Regions from separate parts of the Gossypium hirsutum genome. Here region 1 is linked to region 2. A link is a contact called in public Hi-C data. All regions are on one chromosome and are shown on one strand. Each heading gives the region's core, a stretch centred on a gene start, on an enhancer-like site or on the middle of the called end of the contact. The rest is flanking DNA. Distances are from core to core; before and after follow the strand shown.

The links. Hi-C and Micro-C count contacts between places; a contact is called where the count stands out from the background.
Region 1: a Hi-C map of leaf shows a contact between it and region 2, with 3 times the contacts expected there. The contact joins the enhancer-like site here to the promoter of LOC107945321 in region 2. A contact is called at or near these places in 3 of 34 Hi-C or Micro-C datasets (hypocotyl and leaf).

What each region holds. Positions count from the first base shown.
Region 1 is chrD12:25,688,667-25,694,383 of Gossypium_hirsutum_v2.1, forward strand. LOC107945330 (a long non-coding RNA gene) reads left to right here. Exons shown (of 4, transcript XR_001696500.2): 3 at 1-2,314; 4 at 3,732-4,087. Among protein-coding and RNA genes, the nearest start is that of LOC107945330, 4.4 kb to the left of the region's middle. Within about 2 kb of position 1,790, at least 3 of the 9 cell types and tissues checked have an H3K27ac peak or open chromatin away from gene starts, as enhancers often do. A contact at or near this core is called in hypocotyl and leaf, where this site is marked.
Region 2 is chrD12:25,273,665-25,279,585 of Gossypium_hirsutum_v2.1, forward strand. LOC107945321 (phosphoenolpyruvate carboxykinase (ATP) 1) reads left to right here and starts at 3,229. Exons shown (of 12, transcript XM_016879279.2): 1 at 3,229-3,727; 2 at 3,880-4,070; 3 at 4,142-4,295; 4 at 4,366-4,450; 5 at 4,548-4,648; 6 at 4,799-5,097; 7 at 5,220-5,393; 8 at 5,491-5,556; 9 at 5,672-5,850. The coding sequence starts at 3,480. LOC107941066 (eEF1A lysine and N-terminal methyltransferase-like) reads left to right here. Exons shown (of 7, transcript XM_016874586.2): 4 at 76-150; 5 at 715-881; 6 at 978-1,128; 7 at 1,557-1,849. The coding sequence ends at 1,754.

The sequences.
Region 1 (5,717 bases), core at 540-3,039, 410 kb after region 2:
TCCAAGCTTCATCATTAATTGAAATTTTAACACCCGAACCCACCCTACAACATAATCCCTCTTGCAATACACCCTTCGCAGCCCAAATTCTTTTCCAAGTATAAGATGTAAATTATCTGAAGGCGCATTAATACAATCTAACCTTGGAAAATACTTCGCTTTAAGAACATGGGATAATAATGAATCTGGATGGTTTATCAGCCTCCAACCTTGCTTAGCTAACAAAGCAATATTGAACTTCCCCCTTGTTTCTTTGGCCTACACATTTGACTCCAAGCACACCAATGAATCCCCCTCCCATATCACTTTTGCCGCCAAGATCGTGTCATTATCTTTTCAAGCTACCTACAAAGAGAATTTGGCAATAGAAAACACTGCATATATTGGTATAGCCTGAAGTACCGATTTCTTGTGACAATAACCTTATTCTCCATCCCTCAATTCTTGCTTTAACCCTGTCCTTAAAATTGAAGAAACACTTTTTCCACCTTTCCACTATATTTGGCAACACTAAATACCTCTCCGGGTTATTAGAAAAACGCATCCCCAAAGTGGTCACAGTTTTATTTTTCTCCTCCATGGTATTCGAACTAAAAAAGATTGTAGACTTATCGAAATTCATGCATTGTCTTGAACATCGTTCATATTCTTATAAAATTCCTTTCACAACTAAAGCTCATCTGATCGATGCCTCGTCAAAAATAATACTATCATCCCCAAAAAGCATGTGCGAGATTTGAGGGCCTTACCTACTGGCCTTCGCTTATTGCAAAAGACCATCTTTCATTGCCAACCGCAATAAAGTCGAAAGTCCTTCACCGCACATGAGGAAAAGAAAAGGACCAAGGGGGTCACTTTGACGAAACCCCCCAGAAGGCTTAAAATTCCTCCCCCTTTTCCCATTTACGTTGACTGAATAAGAAACCGAGGAAATACATCACATGATAAGATCAACCCAATCTCTAAATAATTCATTAAACTTAAATTTATAGAATTTGTGATTTATTATATTAGATAATTATTGCTTAAGATGAATACAATTCCATTTTAATTATAGAATCATATTTTTAAAATTAAAATAATTTAATCAACACATTCATTTATATTATGTTTTGATAGAGATATGTTAGTTTGGATTATGATATTAACATTTATTAAGTGTAAATTTATAACAACTTTTATTTGGAACATGCATAAATTTGTCCGAACGATTTAATTACTAGCTTATTGGGCCTCTTTTTTTTTTGAAATAGGGATTTACTTCCTAAAATCAACTTTTCTTTATCTACTTTTGGAACTGAATTAAAAATCTAATTTGATTTTAGAATTGAGATGAGAGATTCAATTTTAATATGCGGGTTAAACTCCAGCTGATAATTCAATTGGGACATTCTTTGCTTGTTTTATGTTGGAATTTGTTTTAGTTTACTTTCAATTATTTTGTTATGAAAAAAATTGATTTTTTTAATTAAATTTGATTCGTATTGTTAGAGCTCGATGATTAAATATGATATTTGATAGGTGAGTGGGAACTTTGCAAGTGTCACACCCCAAGTCTAGCAGATCCAAGATTAAGGCGTGTGGTTGTGTAGTTATCTGTTTGACGTAGTGAAATTCGCCATGTGGAGTCTTTTGGCGAATTTGAACATGGCGTATGGTACCTTTCGTTGAGTAAATAAAGGTTTTAGGTTATTCTGTTATCTAATAGAAGGATATATCAAGCGAAGTATAAGCCATATGAAAGTTATCGCCAAATGTATAGTATGCTTAATTTGTCCGGATACTGTGCTAGTTGGGTTGTAAAGTGGCCTAGTTAGGAACCAACTGGATTAGGTGGTCCATTATATAGGATTCTCATTTATGTTTCTTTCAAAATCTATGAGCCGTCAAGAATGACAAATTTTGGACACAAATTACTTAATGTCAAGTTCCACTAAAGGGGTTTAGGAGTATATATGTGCGTGTGAAGGTTTGTCAGGAAGCTTCTTCTAGTTTCTTTCTTAAATTTAAATATTTTCTTTTCCTCATTAAGTTGGTAGCTAAGGTTCTTGAGTTAATCAGAGATTGTTCCACCTTCTAGTAAGTGATATAGCTCTGCATATTAAGTTTTTGATACAGTAAGGTTGTTAAATGTTATATGAATAATAAGTCATGAATACAAGGCCTTGCATGGGGGTTATTTATGATTGGGATGTTAGCAGATTATCTGTAAATGGATTTTAATGGTGAATATATGTTCTTTAAGCAGTTGTTGCTGTTGAGTCGAGATGGATGCTCGAGTCTAGAGCTTCGAGCTATAGTAAGTGAGTATCAGGTGAGTCTCTATTTTGACTCTTACATGTTAATTGTTTAGGTAAAAGACTTATATATAATGATAAAACTTAAGATAACGGGTGGGTAGGTGAAGCATAGTAAAGATGTTATGTGTGTGACAATATTTTGTATGAACTACTTTGTGAATAGAAAGTGATTAGTAAGTATGCAGGTAAAATTTTTGATATAGGAATGTATGAATCAATTAGCTATGCGTGAACAAATCTGGATAAGTTAATTCTGAGTAAAACATTTTTTGTGATGCCTTTAGTAGGGTAGGTATATTGCTAAGTAGACTGGCAAATCACGATACGAAAAAAAGTGTAAGACCATGTGGTTAAGACCCATGATAATATATGATATGAAAACACTTATGGTGTAGTCTTCAATAAAATGAAAGTTAGATTGACAGATCATGACATGAGAATGTGTGTCTATGTGACTGAAACCCATGACAATATATGATTGTATGAATGTTCATGGTGATGTCTTCGATAATGTGTAGATCGAACTGACAGATCACGATGAATTTATGTATAAGTCAATGAGGGAGAAACCCATGACACTTTTTGTGAAAGTCCGTCGGACAGTAAACACGCGATTCTATATGTTTGTCTGTGTGACATAATCTGCTACACTTTTGTGGCAAGTTTTGTATCATCTTATTGGTGTATTCGATGATATCTATGTGGTAAAATATTATTATCCGCTATTGTGGTAAATTTTGGATAAATTTTGAGAATTATTTGATAGTTAAGTCTATGAAAAGGTTATGATATGTCTAAAGTTAGTTTAGTTGATTTAGTTCTGTGATGTAATCGAATAAGTTTAAAGGGAAGTTCTTGGAATGAAGTGTGTATTTGTATGTTCAAAGAAGACATCCACCATGGTAATTTATTAGTTTAGAATATGGATGTATTCAAATTACGAAAGGTTTAAGTGTTTGTTAATATGAATTTGGACTACGCTATGAAAGATTGAAATAGGAATTATTTGATATCTGTCACATTTGAGCAGTATCATGTCTTATTTAGGGATAGTTGGAATCTAAGTTTTCAGTAAATCTGGTATTATTATATTGTGAAATGTAGATGTTTAGGTTTCTTCTAAATGACCTAGAGTGTTCCTTATCAGTATGAGTATAATTATTGGGTTGAATCAAGGTATGATCTGGTTGATGGTCTAATTTGGAAAACTAAGTATGAGAATCCATTAAAAGTAAGAACAGTAGATAGTATTCGCTAAGAGAATAGTACTCGTGATTATCTGTTCTGGAATAACCAAAGATGGTTGTTTGAAGAGAAGAGAAAAGGTAGTATTGTCTGGTAAGGTCTAGAGTCAGTCATTTAGATAGATGAAAGATGACATGTTAAGAAAGCATGTGGCATATAAGCATGTAATTATTTGACGATGTGAAGGTATTCACCGAAGACAGAAGTGGGTCATCTAAATAGTCAGGATGAAGAATTCAACATGAAAGGTTCAAAGGTAATTTGCATTTCAAACTCACTAGGTTTGTGTAAGTTGTAAGTATTATGTTTATGTTTTAGATATTATTATAAGAATGAGTTCACTAAAAGAGACTACGCCAGGAATTCGCCAAGGAAGCGGCGATCCGTGTTATTGTGCATATAGTGAACATCTTTGGATAGTGGCGTATTGCAGGATTATGCCTTGAAAGTCCGTCCTTAGCAAATTTTGGGTGTTGTAATAATTTATAATTAGCTTGATGTATTTTTATTTTATTTTTAAATACCTTTCTTTATTTCTTTGATATTGAGCCTTTAAATAAATTGATAAGAAAAATGTTTTAATAAAGTTTTTAAGTTAAGAATTCAAGTTGACTGTTTTGAATTTCTTGCTAAGTATTTGTGTAGTGACACTCGAGATCCAGACTTGGTGAATTGGGTCACGTTGAGTATGTTACAACAAGGGTTGAAACAGGGAGAGCAAAAATGCTCCTACAAGGTGCGTCTTCAGTGACATGTCAGAAAAATGCATTGAAAGCATGCCTAGTTGGAGGCATTTTTAGTGCCATGTCAGTTGAAAACGTTTCTAGCGAGGTGTGTTTTCAATGCATTTTTTGACATGTTAGTATAGACGCGTCCTGTAGGGAGGATTTTCACTCTCCCTGTTTCAACCCCTGCAAAGTTCCCACTCACTCGCCAGATATCCTGGGAATCCTGAGATAATATTTTATGAACATTTTGGGTTGACCTCCACCCATCATAAACTACAAGTGATCAAAACTTAATTCGATTGGAAAAAAATATGAACTTTAAGTTAATCGAATTGAGTAATTCGTGTTTTGATTTCGAATCGAGTTAAATTTTACAATGCGAATAACAGAACAGATTGGTAGATTGGTGTGACTATCTTTTTGGTAATTGCCAAATTAGTCTTAAAATAATGACAAAAAAATTCAGAATAATTTCAAAATTTTAAAAATAATATTATTTTTAAAACTCAAAATATTTATAACAATTCTAAAATTTATATATTTTCACCAAATATAAATACTATAAAAATTTTCGTTAAAGAAAATATAAAAATGTTATCATATTTAAAAAAATCATAAAATAATATTTTTGGAACCTAACCCTAAATTCTAAACTACAAAATTCTTAAAAACTTTAAATCCTAACCTCAAAAAAAACTTCAAAAAAATCATTTGTGGAGACAGAAGGAAAACCCATCTTGCTATACATGCTTTGCTGACTGAGCAGGAAAGTGCGTCTAGCTGGAAGCGTTCTCCTGTCAAATCTATTGAAAATGCATCCAATATCTTTCTTTTTAAAATTGGCCTAATCCGATAAATTTCAAAAAAAAAATTACCCTAGTTCGATAATTTTTTAAAAATTTTAACATTTTTAGGTAATTCACCCGTAAGGGATTCTAATATTCCCTCAACTTCTCCTTCCTCGTTTCCCTTGCTTTCTTTTATTTGAATTTTTGTTCCCTTTATCTTAGTCTAAACACAATGTAAAAGATGCAATTGTTAAAAGAAGTTTATGAATCTAAATAGTAGGAAGGTGTCATACTTAAATGTTTACACCTGATTCGAGACTATTGTATGAAGCAATTTTTTAATATAATATTATTACGAAATTGAATGTTTTTAATATAGTGTTTTGTGCATTAAATATTTTTAATATAATCTTTAGTGTACTAAGCATTTTTATTTTGTTAAGAAGAAAAATATCAAATAGGGTTTTTTTTTCTCAAATGGTTAAACTAGATTTAAATATAATTGTAAAGGTTTTTTTTTTTGGTTATATATAAAAGCATTTTTTTGTCCTGCGAAAGCATAATGTAAGTGTTGAAGTTGTTAAGTTGTTTTTATTGAGTTGATACATATAGAAATGTAAGTGTTGAAGTTGTGTTAAGTTGTTTTTGCTAAGTCG
Region 2 (5,921 bases), core at 1,979-4,478:
TTTATTGAATCTTCTGATTGATTTTGAAGTTGACTTCACTTGATGGAAATAGTGCAATGGAATTTTTATGCACAGGGAGTGGAGCTAGATCCTGTTATGCTTAACCTTGCAAGAGACTATTTTGGTTTTACTGAAGATAAACGAATGAAGGTAACTGACTGTATCTCAGTGCATTTTTAGTTTGAAGTGATTAATCCTTTCCTGAAAAATTAGTACCATTGTCACTGAATAGCTTGTTTCCAATAATTATCAAATTGTTTTTGTTTCATCCTTAAACCTGGCTTCAATATAACTCAACTTGGGAAATATTCTTGATTCATAATTTGACCTTCATAGGCGTTTATGGTCAATGATGCCAAACCTTCCAATTATTGTCATTAGAGGCTGGATTGTTTGGTCTAATTAGGAAACCTGTGAGGCCCTGAATATTATCAAGCCTTAACTGAAAGTTTCTTATGAACTTTCTTAAACCCTCTTAGGTCAATTGTCTAACTACACACAAATATTTATGTTATTATCAAGACGTCAGCCGTATAGGAAGTATCTTCAATGTCTTAGGTATAATAATAAAAGTTGGAAAAGATAGAATGAATATGGTAGGAAATTTATCTGTTTCACCTTTTCAAGAATGCATTTGTAAAAGAATTGTAAGATGACAGATATAATATATATTTTAAATAGAGCTTCAAATATTTTCGCCTTCCAATTTTTTAGGTACATATTGCTGATGGCATCCAGTTTGTCCGGGACTACAGAAACTTATTTTCAGCTGGCAATGAAGTGCTCCTTTCTTCCAACGGAAGTTGCAAACTTTCAGATGCTGAAAGCAGAAGTACCGCTATTGACATAATTATTGTTGATGTGGACTCTTCTGACTCAAGGTGAATTGCTCTATTAACGGCTACAACAATTGTTGTTGCAAAGCGGAAAGCTTTTAAATACATCTTTTAATCACCTCTGTTGTATTGTCTTTATAGCTCTGGACTGAGATGTCCTGCTGCTGATTTTGTGGAAGATTCTTTTCTTCAAAACGTAAAAGATACTCTTTCCGAGCAAGGTCTCTTTGTTATTAATTTGGTCTCAAGGTCTCCTGCCATCAAGGATGCAGTTGTCTCAAGGATGAAAGAGGTGAGATTAAGAACATAAATACTCGCTAATCAAAGTTCATCTCTTGTTTCATGGTTCTATACTCTCTCTATAAATCTAATGTAAATATATTTAAAAGCTTCTTATTACTATTTATTTCTATGTTGGTCCGACTCTTTTTTCCTTAAGTACCCATGTCCGACCTTTATCTTTACATGGATTCAAGGATATGACCCTCCTAGGAATGTTTACTGCATCCCATGTAGTCTAATGCTACTATTTATTTTTATAAATTTAACTTCGTTGATTGTTTTAACCATCGGGAACTTATTATGTGGATTTAAGAATTTAGAAAGCTAACAGTAGTTCTTGGATTAACTAATTTTTCGTTCTCCATGCTTACAACATTTATGTAGCATCGAACCATGCAAATCTCATTGCAATTTGGTTATGTTATGCTCATCATTCAGGTTTTTAGCCACTTATTTTGCATTCAGCTGGAGGGAGAGGTCAACCTAGTACTTTTCGGTCTTTGTTCGGAGTCTCACATTGAGGAGGATTGCATACCTGATGCTGCCCTTAAACTTGATAAATTGCTCAAGTCCGAACATCCCGAGATAAGCCAGAGCATCACAGATGCAGCAAAGAAGCTCAAACGTTTAAAGTGAAGACCGTTTGATAACAAAGTTTCCCCTTTAATGTATTCTCAAGTAACTCGAGAGCAAGCTTTTGCAGATTTTGAAGCAAATGGCATTGAAACTGGGTGACTGAAGATTGCACCACAGAATGAGAAAAGTCCGAGGTGGGTTTTTATTTCTTTTCTTTGAATGGTATGCATTCTTACCATTAAATATCAATGTTCAAACTTTTTGATGTTGTAAAACTATATAACATATGGATTTTAATGTACAATTTCATTTTCATCTAACCTTTTCTTAATATAAGTTAATTATGTTTATGCATAATATAATTCTCAAGTTATATATTGATTTTAGTAAATTCATATAAGAACATTTTATTATTAAGAATTTTATGAAATTATATATCACTATATAATTATATTTAATATTAATTATTTTAAATTGTATAAATTCATATAAGAAAATTTTTATTATCAAGAATTTTATGAAATTATATATTATTATTAAATTATATGTAATAATTATTATTTTAAATTATACAAATTCATAAACTATAATCATATTAGTTATAATAATTTTAAATTTTATTAAATCATATATTTAATTAAATCATATTAGTTATAATCATATATTATGATTTGAGTAAATTCATATAAGAATATTAATTATTAAGAATTTTATTAAATTATATATTTTAATTATATTATATTTAATAATAATTATGTTATTTTATATTTTACAGTATCATATATTATGGTTTGAGTAAATTCATATAAGAATATTAATTATTAAGAATTTTATTAAATTATATATTTTAATTAAAATATATTTAATAATAATTATGTTTAAATATGATTAAATTATTTATTATTGATATTAATCTTATTAAAATTTAAATAAAATAATTTACCAAAACAAATTTCTGCTAATTATTAAGAATTTTATTAAATTATATATTTTAATTAAAATATATTAAATAATAATTATGTTTAAATATGATTAAATTATTTATTTTTGATAATAAATAATCTTATTAAAATTTAAATAACAATAACAATAATCATTTACCAAAACAAATTTATGGTAAGGGTATTCTGGTCATTTTAGTTTTCTCCATTATACTATTACACCTCTATTACATTCAACCAAACACAGTTTTACTATTACGCCTCTATTCCATTACATTCAACCAAACAGTTGATTTGCTATTACACCTCTATTCCATTACACCTCTAATCCAATCCAATACACCTCTAATCCAATACAGCGAACCAAACGTGCTCTAAAGGACAAAACGAGTGATCATACCAAACAAAAACAAACAAACAAACAAACCAGTTACAGGTCTGTGTGCGTGTGTGGGAAGGAACCAGCTGAATTGACTGTTTCTAATCCAGTTGGATCTTTTATCTGCTTTGTACTAGGTTGTATACTTGTAATTCTACTGGTAAATTTGAATAAGGATTTAACCATAATCAACTCTAACCCTTTTCTTTAGTTAACCCCTACCCTACTGAACCCTTTAAATTGGACTCCTCCTCCCCTTCCTTTCTCATCAACCTTGGCTTTGGCGCTCAATTTCAACTTTGAAAACTCCAATTCACTTCTCACTCGTTTTCTTTTCCTTTCATTTCTTTTGCTTCTTTTTACAACACCAAAAGCGATTGTTTCGGAGACATACTGGATAACACTGCAAAACAAAAGTCTTACTGTATTTCTTTATTGTCACTTTGTTTTTAGAAAGAACAAGATATGGCGGCAAACGGAACCGGATTGCCAATGGCAAGGAAGCCGTTGGCGAAGATTGTTACGGATGATAAGCAGGGAAACGGGATGTGTCACGATGATAGTGCAAAAGGCGTTAAGGCTCAGACTATTGATGAGCTTCACTTTTTGCAAAAGAAGAGATCTGCGCCAACTACGCCTCTCGAAGGGAACCAGGGTGCCTTCGCTAGCTTGCCCGACGACGAGCGCCGCAGGCAGCAGCTTCAGTCCATCAGGTACTCATGCAACTGCTCTCCAACACTTAAATTATTTTCTTATCATCCTAAAGAATTAAGATGGTTATTTAAAAAATAGTAGTAATATGAAGATCATCTTAGGGGGACACACAGCGATCAGTGATTTTGTTTTTAATTGAGTTTTTAAACAGTGCATCTTTGGCGTCGCTGACGAGAGGGACAGGCCCCAAGGTGGTAAGGGGAGATCCAGCAGCGAAGAGTAGTCAAGCGGTGGAGCATGTGGCGCACCGCCACCACCACCACGTGGAAGCACCCGCCATCAGCGTCAGTGACGACAGTTCTTTGAAATTCACCCATGTTTTATACAACCTCTCCCCTGCAGGTATACATAACATCACATGATAAAGTAACATAACGTTATGTAAAAAAAAAATGGGTATTGTTTGTGTGCAGAGTTGTACGAGCAGGCTGTAAAGTATGAGAAAGGGTCTTTTATCACGTCGTCAGGTGCATTAGCCACCTTGTCAGGAGCCAAGACGGGGCGGTCTCCGAGAGATAAGAGGGTTGTTATGGATGACACCACCCAAAATGAGCTTTGGTGGGGAAGGTAAGTGTATGTATAACTGTAATGAATTATAGAAAAATTGAAGGAACAATTGAGGGGAATTGCATGGCAGGGGCTCACCCAACATTGAGATGGACGAGCATACCTTTCTTGTTAACAGGGAAAGAGCTGTTGATTACTTGAATTCCCTCGACAAGGTCAACTTTTTTTTTTCTTTTAAAACTTTATTTCATTTAATAATAATAACTGTAATGAAATCTGATTGATGGTAATTGGATGTATATGATTATCCAGGTTTTTGTGAATGATCAATTCCTAAACTGGGATCCACAGAACAGAATTAAAGTACGGATTGTCTCTGCTAGAGCTTATCATTCATTGTTCATGCACAACATGTAAGTAAAAGCTAAGAAATTTAAAAAATATATGTGCATCATTTGTTGAGTTCTATGATTCAAATAGAAGAACCCCATGGAGGAATTAAGATAGAAAAGGTTGGTAAAAGCTCTAGTGTAGAAATGGATGAATTGTGGGGTGGTTGGCAGGTGTATCCGACCCACTGATGAAGAGCTGGAGAATTTCGGTACTCCGGACTTCACCATATACAACGCCGGACAGTTCCCTTGTAATCGTTATACACACTACATGACATCTTCCACTAGCATAGACCTTAATCTTGCTAGGAAGGAAATGGTCATCCTTGGCACTCAATATGCCGGGGAGATGAAGAAGGGTCTTTTCAGTGTCATGCATTATCTCATGCCTAAGCGTCAAATCCTCTCCTTGCATTCTGGCTGCAATATGGGAATAGATGGAGATGTTGCCCTCTTCTTCGGACTGTCAGGTATGTAGTGTCATCGGTTCAAGGTCTTAGTCCTTACTTTGTTCTTGAAGCCTTAATAAACTTGTTTTGGAAGAAAAGGATTTAAGTCACTCATGTGTTTAGTTGGATAACTTTCTTAATAGGTACTGGCAAGACTACGCTGTCTACTGATCACAACCGGTATCTGATCGGAGATGATGAGCACTGTTGGAGTGACTATGGCGTGTCAAACATTGAAGGAGGTTGCTATGCCAAGTGCATTGATCTTTCCAGGGAGAAGGAGCCTGATATCTGGAACGCCATTAAGTTTGGCACTGGTGAAAATTCTTTGTGCTCTTTTTTTTCCAGGCTATGTTTTACTGGAATACAGTTGTGGTGCTTGGTTTCATTCTTTTAATTCCTTTGTTTCTGCAGTTTTGGAAAATGTAGTGTTTGATGAACATATAAGAGAGGTTGAGTACGGGGATAAATCGGTTACAGGTATATATATTATGAACAATTTGGGAGTGAAAAAAAGAAAATTCCTTGATGTCAAACAATTTGGCAGGGAAATCATTTTTACACATCATATTACAACCATTTCCATTTCTTGCAGAGAACACTCGAGCAGCATATCCTATCGAATACATTCCCAATGCCAAGTTACCGTGCATTGGACCACACCCAAAGAATGTCATCCTTTTGGCATGCGATGCCTTCGGTGTCCTTCCGCCTGTGAGCAAGCTGAACCTGGCACAAACCATGTACCATTTCATTAGTGGCTACACCGCTCTGGTACGTTTCCATGCCCAACTAAAAAAGGCTTGAAGCCCCTGAACTTGTCTGATGATGATGCATAACCATAT